Linked DNA regions of Mus musculus: region 1 is linked to region 2. A link is a contact called in public Micro-C data. All regions are on one chromosome and are shown on one strand. The core of a region is the stretch at or near the end of the contact, and the rest is flanking DNA. Distances in the headings are between cores, read along the strand shown. Region 1 has its middle 7.7 kb from the start of Gm39725. Region 2 has its middle 30 kb from the start of Gm34130.

Region 1 (5,362 bases), core at 2,475-4,974, 99 kb before region 2:
ATGTATCCATGCATATTGTATAAGGCCATACTTGTCTCACCTCCTGGGGAAAAAAATATATATATATATGCTTTGGATAGGATTATTTATGTTCTTTTAAAGCCCGTTCATGATCACTATCCTTTATCAGTGAAGATTCTGCTGGCTCAGAGGTTATCAGTGATGTTTAAAATCACATTTTAAATATCTTTTTTTCTTTTTTTGAGTTTTTTGAGACAGGGTTTCTCTGTGTAGCCCTGGCTGTCCTGGAACTCACTTTGTAGACCAGGCTGGCCTCGAACTCAGAAATCCGCCTGCCTCTGCCTCCCGAGTGCTGGGATTAAAGGCGTGTGCCATCACGCCCGGCTTAAATATTTAAAATATATATTTTTCCTACCAAGATTGTGGCTCTGTGTGTTTTATTGTTTGGATGGGAATCAGAGGGATCAGGAAATAGGCAGCTGATTTATTTGGGACGCCCCTAAGTTGGAGTTAAGTTGTTGCTGTCCTCTGGGAAGGGGGGGAAGTCTAGCCCCAGGTTCAGATTTCTCTGTTGAGAAGCGATTAGGCCAAGAGGAGGTTGGCTAATTCAATTTTTTTAGCCTCCTGTTTCAGTTCATTGAGTTTGCCAGCAAGAAACAGGACTGCGATTTAAATACTCAGGGAAGAACCCTAGGCAAACTTTAGGCATTGAATCTACAGAGCACAGATAGGATACTCTGCTAAGGTTTGAATGTGAAATGCTTCCCTGCCCCCGAACAGGCTCTTGTGTTTGAACCCTTGGTTCTCCACTGGCAGTGCTCTTTGGAAAGACTGGGGAACACTTAGGGGGAGAAGCCTCACGGGAGGCAGTAGGTAACTAGGGGCTAGGGCCTTGCAGCTTCATGGTTTGGCATCATTTCCTATCTGCTCTCTGCTTTCTTACCGCTGATACACTGTGACAAGCTGGCCTCCAGGTTCCTGGCCAGGATGGGCTGTATCTCCCTGCAGTGGTAAGGAGGCATGCTCAGCAGCTCATGGAGCCCTTCTCAAGAGCTGAGTATATTCCTGACTGTTTCATCCCTTTGATGAAGAAGCTGTAATTATTTGTATTATGGGTAAAGAAAACAAAACACTCAGAAGGTTTAGAAAGCAGTAAGTCCCAACCATCCAGATCCAGGGAAGAACAGGAATTTGTATCCCTTTTTTTTTTTTTTTTTGTACAACATTCAGTGTGTTCCTGGGGTTCAGAGCTCAGTCGCCTTCTCATCAAAATCTTGTCACTCATTGTTAGCACAAACTGAAGACCGGTGAGAGGCTCCTTGCTGCGTGGGCTCACTGCTATCTCTGCTGCCTCCCTCGCATGTCCTCAACAAGTCTGTACAGGTAGGCTTCGTTTCTGTTAAGGACTGTGCGCAGGAGTTTTGCTGTTCATTGGCAAAATCTATAGACAGGGGTCTGGGGAGGAGTCTCAGCGGAATGATGCCTGCAGCAGTCTAAGCACTTTACCCATACCGTGTGCACATGCTGGCGGACCACTGAGCATCACACAGCCACCCCTGCAAAATGTCCACGAATTTTTACCATAGGGACTTCGCAGCATTGAATGAGGCGTTCAGAGATCATTCCTGCTTCAAAATTCTGCACAAAATCTCAGCAGGATGATGGCCAAGAGCACGTGTCGAGAACATATCACTATGGTTTGGTTGGCCTTGAAATTATCAGTGTCTTCTGAGCTTATGAGCAGTAAGCTTTGGGAAGGAGAGCCACATGGAGGGCCTCACTCCAGAGCCTCCCAAGACATCCCCTGGGACCCTCTGAAGCAATGCTTTTTTAAAACAACAGATACAATTGGAGGGTAAGTTGGCATGCTCATTGCAATTTGCCATAGTGGGGGACAAAGAAATGGAGGAGGAATATAAAGATCCCTTTAATAGAGGGAACACTGCTACCTTCCCTCCCCCACCCCTGCCAGTTTTGATGTGCTCAGCAGGAGCTGTGCAGTTGCAGGCTGTGGTGGAGTGTACACTGGAGTGTGAACAGGGCCACAAGGCACTTGACATTTGATTCTGAGTTCAGTGGAAACCAATGTGGTCACCTTGGGTTTCTTCCTAACTCCTTTAAAACTAGAACCTGATATGTTCTCTTAAGCATGGACCTTGGAATAGGCTGGCATAAATAAGCCCAGAAAGAGAGACCTGGGGGAAGACTAAATCTTGGAAGTGAGGGAGAACAAGGTAGAAAGAAAGACTGAGAAGAGAGGAAGAGAAATCATGATTCCTCCTACATTGGAGGAGGAGGAAGCAGAAGTGCTGTGGGACTGAATATGTGGCCTGTGTGTTCCCTGAGGTGCCTCAATTTGGCTTCCAGGGGACAGAAAGGAGCACTATCACCACAAAGCCCAGGAAGGGAGGTGAGACCAGACTCGTGGGAGGAGGGGATCTACCTGCTTCCTGTCCCAGGCTCTTCTGGTAACGTGAGCGAGTGTTGTGGTTTGCTAGCTGTTCTTGCTAACACCATGCCCTGCCTTGCAGGATGTGTGTGTGGTAAACATACCATCTGGATTAGAGAAATAGTTAGTCCCGGGGAGAGACTAAACATAGCAGGACGTCCATAAAGCTCTTAAATCTGACCACTTTGGGCCACCAAGAGGAGACCCAGAGGTTATACAAGCGAATTATTAAGTCTGGCTGAGAGGCCAGACACAGAGATGTTTCCATTTAGCCTTCTGAACATGCCCACAGCACAGGAAACTGATTCTCAGGTCACCCCAAGGTGCTGCTACCCTAAGTAACCATTGGGCCTTTGTGTTATATGGCTGACACCACTGGGGCATACACCTGTCTCCTGCCCTGAGCATTGGCAGAAACCTGGCTAGACAGTGTTTTCTTTCTATAACTTCATGTCTACCAAGAGAAGCTCATCTGAAGACTAGAAACCTTCTGCACAGTAACACTGTGGTGAGGAAAAAGTGTACTTCAGAGTTTGGGTTCAAATCTCAGTTCCAGTAGGAAGGACTTGGGTGGGTGACTGGCTCCTGGAGGGCTTGCTTTTTCCATTGTATCTCCATGATGAGTGGCTGAGTACTTCTAAAAGGCAATACATTTGTCCTAGTAGGCTTCTTGAGGAGCTAAATCTTCCTACATTCCCTTTATGAAATGATTTTCACAGGCAACTGAACCAGAAGGAGGCCACAATGCCCAATATCTATGAGTAGAAAAGGTGATCTGGGAGGGTTCTCCCTTTTCACCCCTTCCTGAATGGTGGGCAAGACATCTTAGTAAACAACACTGGACCCCCATTTTCTCCCAAATCATGTGACTTGAAAATACTCTGCAGGGGCTGTAGTGGTACATATATTCCTGGTGACCTGCCAGCCTCTTCAGAGCTCTAACTGAGGAACCCGACTGTGGTCGTGAACTCTCTCACTCAGGAACTTGGACTGGAAAGGATTTTGGATAAGAGATCCCGAGGGTCTCATTGATCCCTCATTGTGCATGTAACGGTAAGTGAGGTACGAATGACAGGCAAATTGAGGGTGTGGTTGAGTGAAGCCAAATTGTGTCTCAGTCTTGTCTATGACTGACTTCAACAGCACAGCCTAGCATTGAGCCATCCATGGCCTTTTTGCCTCAATGCATTTGCCCCAGTTTTCTGTGGAGAAACACTGAAATGGAGCTGCATGGTGTCACCTGGCCACTGCCCAGTTGCACACTGCCCTGCCTATCACACTTGCACAGTTTCAGAGCTCAGCCCCTAGGGATAGGAGGAGGAGGGGTGGGAGGGGCAAAGTGATCAAGAAAGGCCTCCAGACCAGTGCCACATTGAGCAGTGTTAACACAAGCTCCACCATCAGCTGCCAAGACGGAGGCAATCAACATGATTAATCACCCTCATAGCCATCTGGTGAAAGGATTTGAGAAATGCCACGTCATCATTAGCTCTCTGACTGGCCATCACAGATTCACTGGAAAATGTCAACCTGAAAGGCAAGCTTCATCCAAAGCCAACATATTGCTGAAAAAAATAATGGATTTCATACTGATATCCTCTCTTCTAGGCTCTTTCTCTCCCCATTGACAAAATGTTTTCTTGAGCTGGCTTGAATCTATAGCTAAATAAGAGCCAAGCAAGAGCAATTGGTTGCAGTGAATGTCCCTGGGGAAGAGGCAGAGATGGCAGAGACTGTGGCGAGTGCTCACATGTCTCTCTCATTTCTAGCAGTTACCCTTTTGTGTCTGCTGTGAGTTTAAGTATGTGTGTGTCAAGTATGCCCAGGGAACCTCAAGGACTGCCTAAGAAACCCAGTCCCTGCAAGCTTCACATCTCATTATGCAGATAGGAAAGGACATGTTGAGAGTAGACACCAAAGAGGCTTCCATGCTTTGTCATGGACCATATCCTGCGTCTCTATGTTTTCTGCATAGATGGACAGTCTCTATAATGTTTTGAATTAAGAAGTGATGAATCCATGAATGAATGACCCAATCTGGGATGAAAAATAGACTCATGATAGATAATTCCTAGGCCTTCCTAAATTCTACCTGGCTTCGCTGGTGGCATGGCTTCTGGGATGGATCAGAGTCACCATCTGAGTCTACCAAGCATTTTCTGCATTGAGTTATTCTAAAGGGAGAGAGTTAAGCAGCAGTCCACAGGCTGTCTAGAGACCTTTCCAGGATATCTGGAGGAGCTGGGATCAACCAAGAAAAAGGAAACCACACTAAATACCTTAAACAGAGTCAATGTAATAAAAAAAAATAATTGGCCACACAGGTTTTGAAAAAGAAAAGTGATTTAGGAATATTCTAAAAGGAAAATGGTTTTGTTTTAATCAACAGTGAAAACTCAGAGCTCCCTGGGGATTCTTAGCCAGGAGTTCAAGTACTTGTCTTTCCTTTGGCTGTGAGGTGACATAAACCAAACAAAACCTCCCTGTAGGTGAGACAGGATTATACTGATCACCAACATAACAGCTGGATTTTTACATGAGACAGGATCCCGAATCAAACTTAGTCCTAAGAAGTCCCCATGTCCACTGTAGTACAACCAATTCAAGCTCATTTCCAACTAACTCACCAACAAGTGAGACTCAGACTCTGGTTATTTTATTTGGCTTTGACAATTACTGGGGGGTAACAGCTAATCTCCTCTTCTAACTGCAGGCCCTGGCTACCTCCCTCCAAGGTGAACCCCAGACACTTGCTCTTTCTCCTGACCATGTGCTCATGGTCCACTCCCCGACATGGCAGCTTCCTCCTTTCCCTCTCCCTCATCTCATCTCTCTCCCCCAACCAGTTCACTCCAAACCCACCTACTTCTAATCCCTCCAGTCATTAGCCATAGCCAATTTTATTTAACCAATTGTTTTAAATCAAGGAATAAGGTTTGCACAGCAAAAGCT
Region 2 (5,497 bases), core at 2,907-5,406:
CAATTGTAATTAGTTATGTTTGCAAAATCTTAATTTAGTGTTATAAGTTAGTTAAGGGGAAAATGGCTCACTCAAGCAGACTCTCTGTAGCTTTGGGTTCTCAAAGGTAGGGATCCAGATGTCACATGTTGGAATGTGTTTGGGGTCAGGATGGCGTGAAGTGGTGGTGATGGGATACATTTGCAGCTTGTTTTGTCAAGTCAATATGGATTCCATTATTCCCTTTTGTTCTTTCAGAAAAAGATAAATGAGAAACTAAAATGAAACTTCAGACTACTCTATTCTGCTTTGCATTTATAGGGTAAATTGTAAACATATTTTGCATATATTAGTCAGAGCATTTAAAATATGGCCAAGTTCACGACACTCTGGAACTTCACAGTGATCTATTTCTCCATTTATTCCAATGAACAGAAATCATATCTCCTTTAAGCTTTCTATTTGGCTTTTCTGAGTTGGATAGTTTTCAAATATTATAAGCAATACTGTATAAATTATTTTGGAAACCCCCTTTAAAGGGGTCATGTCACTTCAAAATGAAATTTGGGTATGGAATGTAACTTCTTTTTTGTTTGTTTGTTTGTTGTCTGTTTGTTTGTTTTTTGTTTTTTTCGAGACAGGGTTTCTCTGTGTAGCCCTGGCTGTTCTGGAACTCTCACTCTGTAGACCAGGCTGGCCTTGAACTCAGAAATCTGCCTGCCTCTGCCTCCCGAGTGCTGGGATTAAAGGTGTGCACCACCATGCCCAGCGGAATGTAACTTCTAATGTACTGTCTTTGACTTTCTAGTGTTGAGTATCTCTAGTGCAGATGTCTGGCTCTTTCTAATGTAGCATGGGATTCTCTGAATTGTGGCCCTTCTGTGAGGCAGCAGCCACAATCCATGCTGTAATCTGCAAAAGCTCAGGGTTATCTGAGGGATCCCCATACAGACGAACATGGGGGAAACTGTAAAGTAATCCCCATACACACAGATGGACATGGCAGAAACTGTAACGTGAAAAATCTTACAAAATTTCAACTAGCCAAAATCAAAAGAAATGAAGGAAGGACTGAGGGAGTAGGAAAAATAGCAAAATCCAGTGGTGCTGTCAATTTTTGTTCATAAGAACAAACTGTGAGCCTGGGATCTAATCTCCCACTGCAGAGTTCTGCATCTTCAGTAGAGTTAGTGTATTTTAGGCATGAGAAATTGTAGGTGAAACTGAACCTTTGAGTCTGGGGATTATAGGAAGCTCTAGTTTCTCTGTTATAAGCTGTGAGATGCATGGAAAGAAAGTACCAAATTAACAATGCAGTAAGTTTAGTATTTAGTATGATTCAGTTTGGGCCATGGAAAAGCAAAGCAAAACAAAACAAAACAACCCTACACCATGGTCAACATAGTTTATCAATAAAAGAAGTTCAAATGAAGGGCTGAAGCTTCCAAAAGAGCAAAGATAATTAAATTTTTATTCAGTTAAGAGACCTTTACTGAGGATGTACTAGGTTCCAGGTCTTATGCCATGCATGGAGGACATACTTCTGAATAAACCACAAGTGTTGTGTTCTAGGGCTCCTTCTATTGAGGGAGGGTCATCTGTGAATGAGTAGTTATTATGCAAAGCGATAATTCTTGAAGCCCAAGGTTCTCGAATGCAGCATCATTGTTTGCAACTTCAAAGGTATGAGGTTCAGAAAGTGTACCTGGCACCTAGTGAGAACTCTGAAAGATAGGCCATTCCCTCTGTCAGAAGGCACTGGCACCGGCTGAGGACATCTCCAGCAATCTCCTCTACATTTGACTAGCGCCATTGCTGATGTGCATCCTATTCTCTGATGCCATCCAAATTCTGCAGTCATCATGAGAGATAATTGTTAGTCCTTCTCAGGCATGCTTCCTTTATCCTCAGCGGATCTCATTCTCCTGTTGGTCACCTCACTACGTTGATCGAAACCTCCCTAGGCACTGCCTCTTGTCCTTTCTCTTTCTACCCTGTTATTTGAGTCCCATTTCCTCTACAATTATTCACTTACGTAGGTGATCCAGGACCAGAGTGATTCATTCATTCCATTGTACCAGTATTTTAGTGAAAGTTAATGGGTGAACTGCCCAGGTGGGATAGTATCAGATAGTAGATCATTGGAGCAGAACATCAGGTGGTGAAAGTCAAGCTTACTGCCAAACTATGTTTCCACTTCTGGGTTATTTCCTTGAGCAGCTAGTTACAAAGTGATGTCATGGGATATTTGGGGATCCATGGTCATGTTCAAATAGGATATTTGGTGTTACTTTCTATTATAACTACTTACAGAGAGGAACCTAGAAAATACTGCTATGGCCTTTCCAGAAGCAGGCAGCTAGCACCTGGAAAGACAGAAATAACCCAAGACTATGGTCTTCTTTGATCTGTGACAATTTTCTTAGTTCTAGGAATTCAGGATTTCAGAATTGTGGCGCTTAGAGAACTGCTGGAAGTCATCTTTGGAAGGTGACCACATTTTTGATTCTGTTGCAGCTGAGAAAAATGGCTCCCCTCAGAGCTCTTTGGGGCTGACGGGGAACCCGGGTTTCCTCCCTCCCACATCAAAATATTGTGTGTATCAATCAAACCATGTATCCCTGGTGTAAGTGTGCATGTGTGAGAGAGGCTTTAGATATGTTTTCTGTTCTGGAAGGTTCTCTGGCAGAAGATCAGAAGATCTAATCTCCTAAATCACATTCTATTACCAATTGCCTGTTGACTATAGTCATCATCTACCCATCTGTAAGATAAGTAGTTCATACACACGTTGTCCTGGATCAATAAGCTGTCCAGAACATACAGGAGGATTTATGGTTAAAATGGTTGAAATGGTTGAAAAAGGAAACGAGGAGGCTGGGCGTGGTGGTGCACACCTTTAATCCCAGCACGTGGGAGGCAGAGGCAGGCAGATTTCTGAGTTCGAGGCCAGCCTGGTCTACAGAGTGAGTTCCAGGACAGCCAGGGATATACAGAGAAACCATGTCCCCCCAAAAAACAAAACAAAAAAGGAAACAAGGAAAGGGACTTTCCTTATTTTTGACTTTACAAAGTCAAAGCCATGTTTACCAAAACACATCCTAATGTATCGTCCCTCTAACACCCAGGGCTTCCTGCTTCCCACTCCCCAACCTCTGAGCCAGGACAGTCTTGGCCTTTACAGGTAACACTAGAGATGAGAATGACCTTATGATGGAAATGGCAACCTCTAGGCTGCTACCTGACAGAACACTGGGACAAGTGATCTCCTATGACCTCCTACTGATGCCTGTCTCTTAGCATAAAAATTCTGGTTCTAACCTGATCCCTTAACCATACAAAGGCTATGGGAAATAATGGTGTGAAGGAGGACACACACAGAGAGAGGAGTACACACAGACTATTCCATGTGGTGGCTAATGAAAGAAAACATGCCTGACTTTCCTCTTAGCACCTCCGTTACTCCTCATGCTCAAGCCTCTATTAAAATAATGTCAATAAAATTTCTAACTTGGGAAAGGGAGAAAGAATGGAGAGGTGGAGAAAGGAGAAAAGAAGAAGGAAAAGCACGTGAGCATATAGAAGATTCGGAAACGTGAGCGAGAGTTTCATGACATGGAAGATCGAGTTGATAGAACAGTCTGAAGACCAGAGCAAATAACCAAATGTCACTATCACTAATACAAGAGATGGAAATAAAGTTCCCTCGGAGTGAGCCTGCTTACAGCACGGGGGCTGCATCTCCTATACAGAGCATTCAGAATCCAGTACCTGGGACCAACATGGAGGGAGAGTTCTGGTCACGTGATGCAGAGACTTTTCATCAATCTAAGCCTGTTATTTCCCCACTCTGCTCTGGGTAGGAACGCTGCTGGCACTTCTACGTCAGCCACAGCTGTGTTAAGGAGGTCAAGGAAATGTGGGGAAAAGGGCAATTGTCTAGGGAGAGGAGTAGAAATTCCCAGGCAGCATTTTTTCTTTCCCCTAAATTTCTCTGGGAACTGTCTTACTGTGTCACCGTCAGTTTCTACTGGGTCATAAGCAACTCTTCTGCAAGCTGCTGGATCTATAAGATCCCCCAAGGCAGAACCCTAACCCCCTCTGGGGTGTGAGAGTTCACTGAACAGCCTCGTTCATGGCCATGAGCTTGGCACAGCCACAAGCCAGCGCCATTCCAGTACCATGTGATATCAGCAGGGTTACTCACTTGGTTGCCCTCCAGCAGGGCAGCTGGGGACACCTCCCTAGAGTGACTACAACATTCATCACTGAGATGACTCAGCCCAAGCTTCCCTCTGCCTGAAAAGGGAATCTGGGGCTGAGCGTGGGGTGAGAGGTGTCCACACTAGACCCATCTCTGTGCCCCTCACTTGCGAAGCACATAGCATAAGACTCAGGTCAGTGTATCAGAAGCAGAGAATGTACCATGAGTTTAGTCCAGAGGTATGTGTGGCAGGTAAGGCTGTGCTTACAGAAGTTCAAGGACGGCTACTCAGCTGCCTAAGGACAATAGCATCTCAGATGTCCACCCATTCCATCTCACTGATTCCAGTGTTCTGTCTTTGCTAGGCGAGGGCTTGTCCATTCTGGATCCCTGATATGTTACTGGGTAAGGCTCTTCCCCCTCACTGCTTGTCTCAAAGAAGTAATTCAACTAAGGTGGAAATTTGTTTGGCTAAGTAAATTAATGCCTACACTACAAACAGGTTGGGATGTGCTGTCCTGAAAAGTGGGGCAGTAGAGTTGGGGAAATGCTTTAACACAGTCTTTGGATAGGTGCTGTCTGGTTTCTTGCCCAAGAGTGAGTCCATTCTCTTTGCACAGTTTAATGTGCACAATCTCTAAGGCTACATGTGCTGCTCATTCATATTTCTGTCAATTGTAAGTGACAGTCCCATTTCTCTAATAGAATCATATGCTTCCTTCAAAAGCACCTGCTTCTACCGACAGCTGGAGCACCACGGCATCCCACACTGCACTAACCACATGGCAGGTGCTTGCTCAATACTTACTGCATGGTGGCCTCCGATCTTCAGTTCCCAAGGGAGAGAGATTTTCCACACTTTACTCTAACCGAGCTTTGAATCTCTTTAGAAAGAGCTTTGAACGAAAGCCTTGGTTTTATTCAACACCTCGTGTGTTCTGGGCTCTCCACGCTCCTGTGCAGATCTTCTCTCAAAGGTCTTCCCACAACATGTCCTTGAACTCACTATTCTGCCAATGTTCCTCCGATAACCCAGGTTCCAGCATGACCTTCTTTGGCTTTCCAGAGTTTCTGTATCATTCTCGGTGTTAGTTATGTTTCTGTTACTGCACTGAAATACCAGGGACACAGTGACCTAAGGAAGGGTTTCTTGCCAGGCAGTGGTGGCGCACACCTTGAATCCCAGCACCCGGGAGGCAGAGGCAGGCAGATTTCTGAGTTCAAGGCCAGCCTGGTCTGCAGAGTGAGTTACAGGACAGCCAGGGCTACACAGAGAAAACATGTCTCTAAAAACAAAACAAAGCAAAACAAAAC

The links. Hi-C and Micro-C count contacts between places; a contact is called where the count stands out from the background.
Region 1: a contact with region 2 is called in a Micro-C map of brown adipocytes, with 2.6 times the contacts expected there. The contact joins two enhancer-like sites. A contact is called at or near these places in 1 of 484 Hi-C or Micro-C datasets (brown adipocytes), 2 of 115 datasets of contacts at active chromatin or transcription factors (large pre-B cells and pancreatic cancer cells) and 3 of 9 other capture datasets (adipose tissue, liver and pancreatic islet).

The regions. Positions count from the first base shown.
Region 1 is chr1:184,002,918-184,008,279 of GRCm38.p6, reverse strand. No RefSeq gene overlaps it. Among named protein-coding and RNA genes, the nearest start is that of Gm39725, 7.7 kb to the left of the region's middle. Within about 2 kb of position 3,724, at least 87 of the 459 cell types and tissues checked have an H3K27ac peak or open chromatin away from gene starts, as enhancers often do. A contact at or near this core is called in adipose tissue and brown adipocytes, where this site is marked.
Region 2 is chr1:183,904,235-183,909,731 of GRCm38.p6, reverse strand. No RefSeq gene overlaps it. Among named protein-coding and RNA genes, the nearest start is that of Gm34130, 30 kb to the left of the region's middle. Within about 2 kb of position 4,156, at least 109 of the 459 cell types and tissues checked have an H3K27ac peak or open chromatin away from gene starts, as enhancers often do. A contact at or near this core is called in adipose tissue and brown adipocytes, where this site is marked.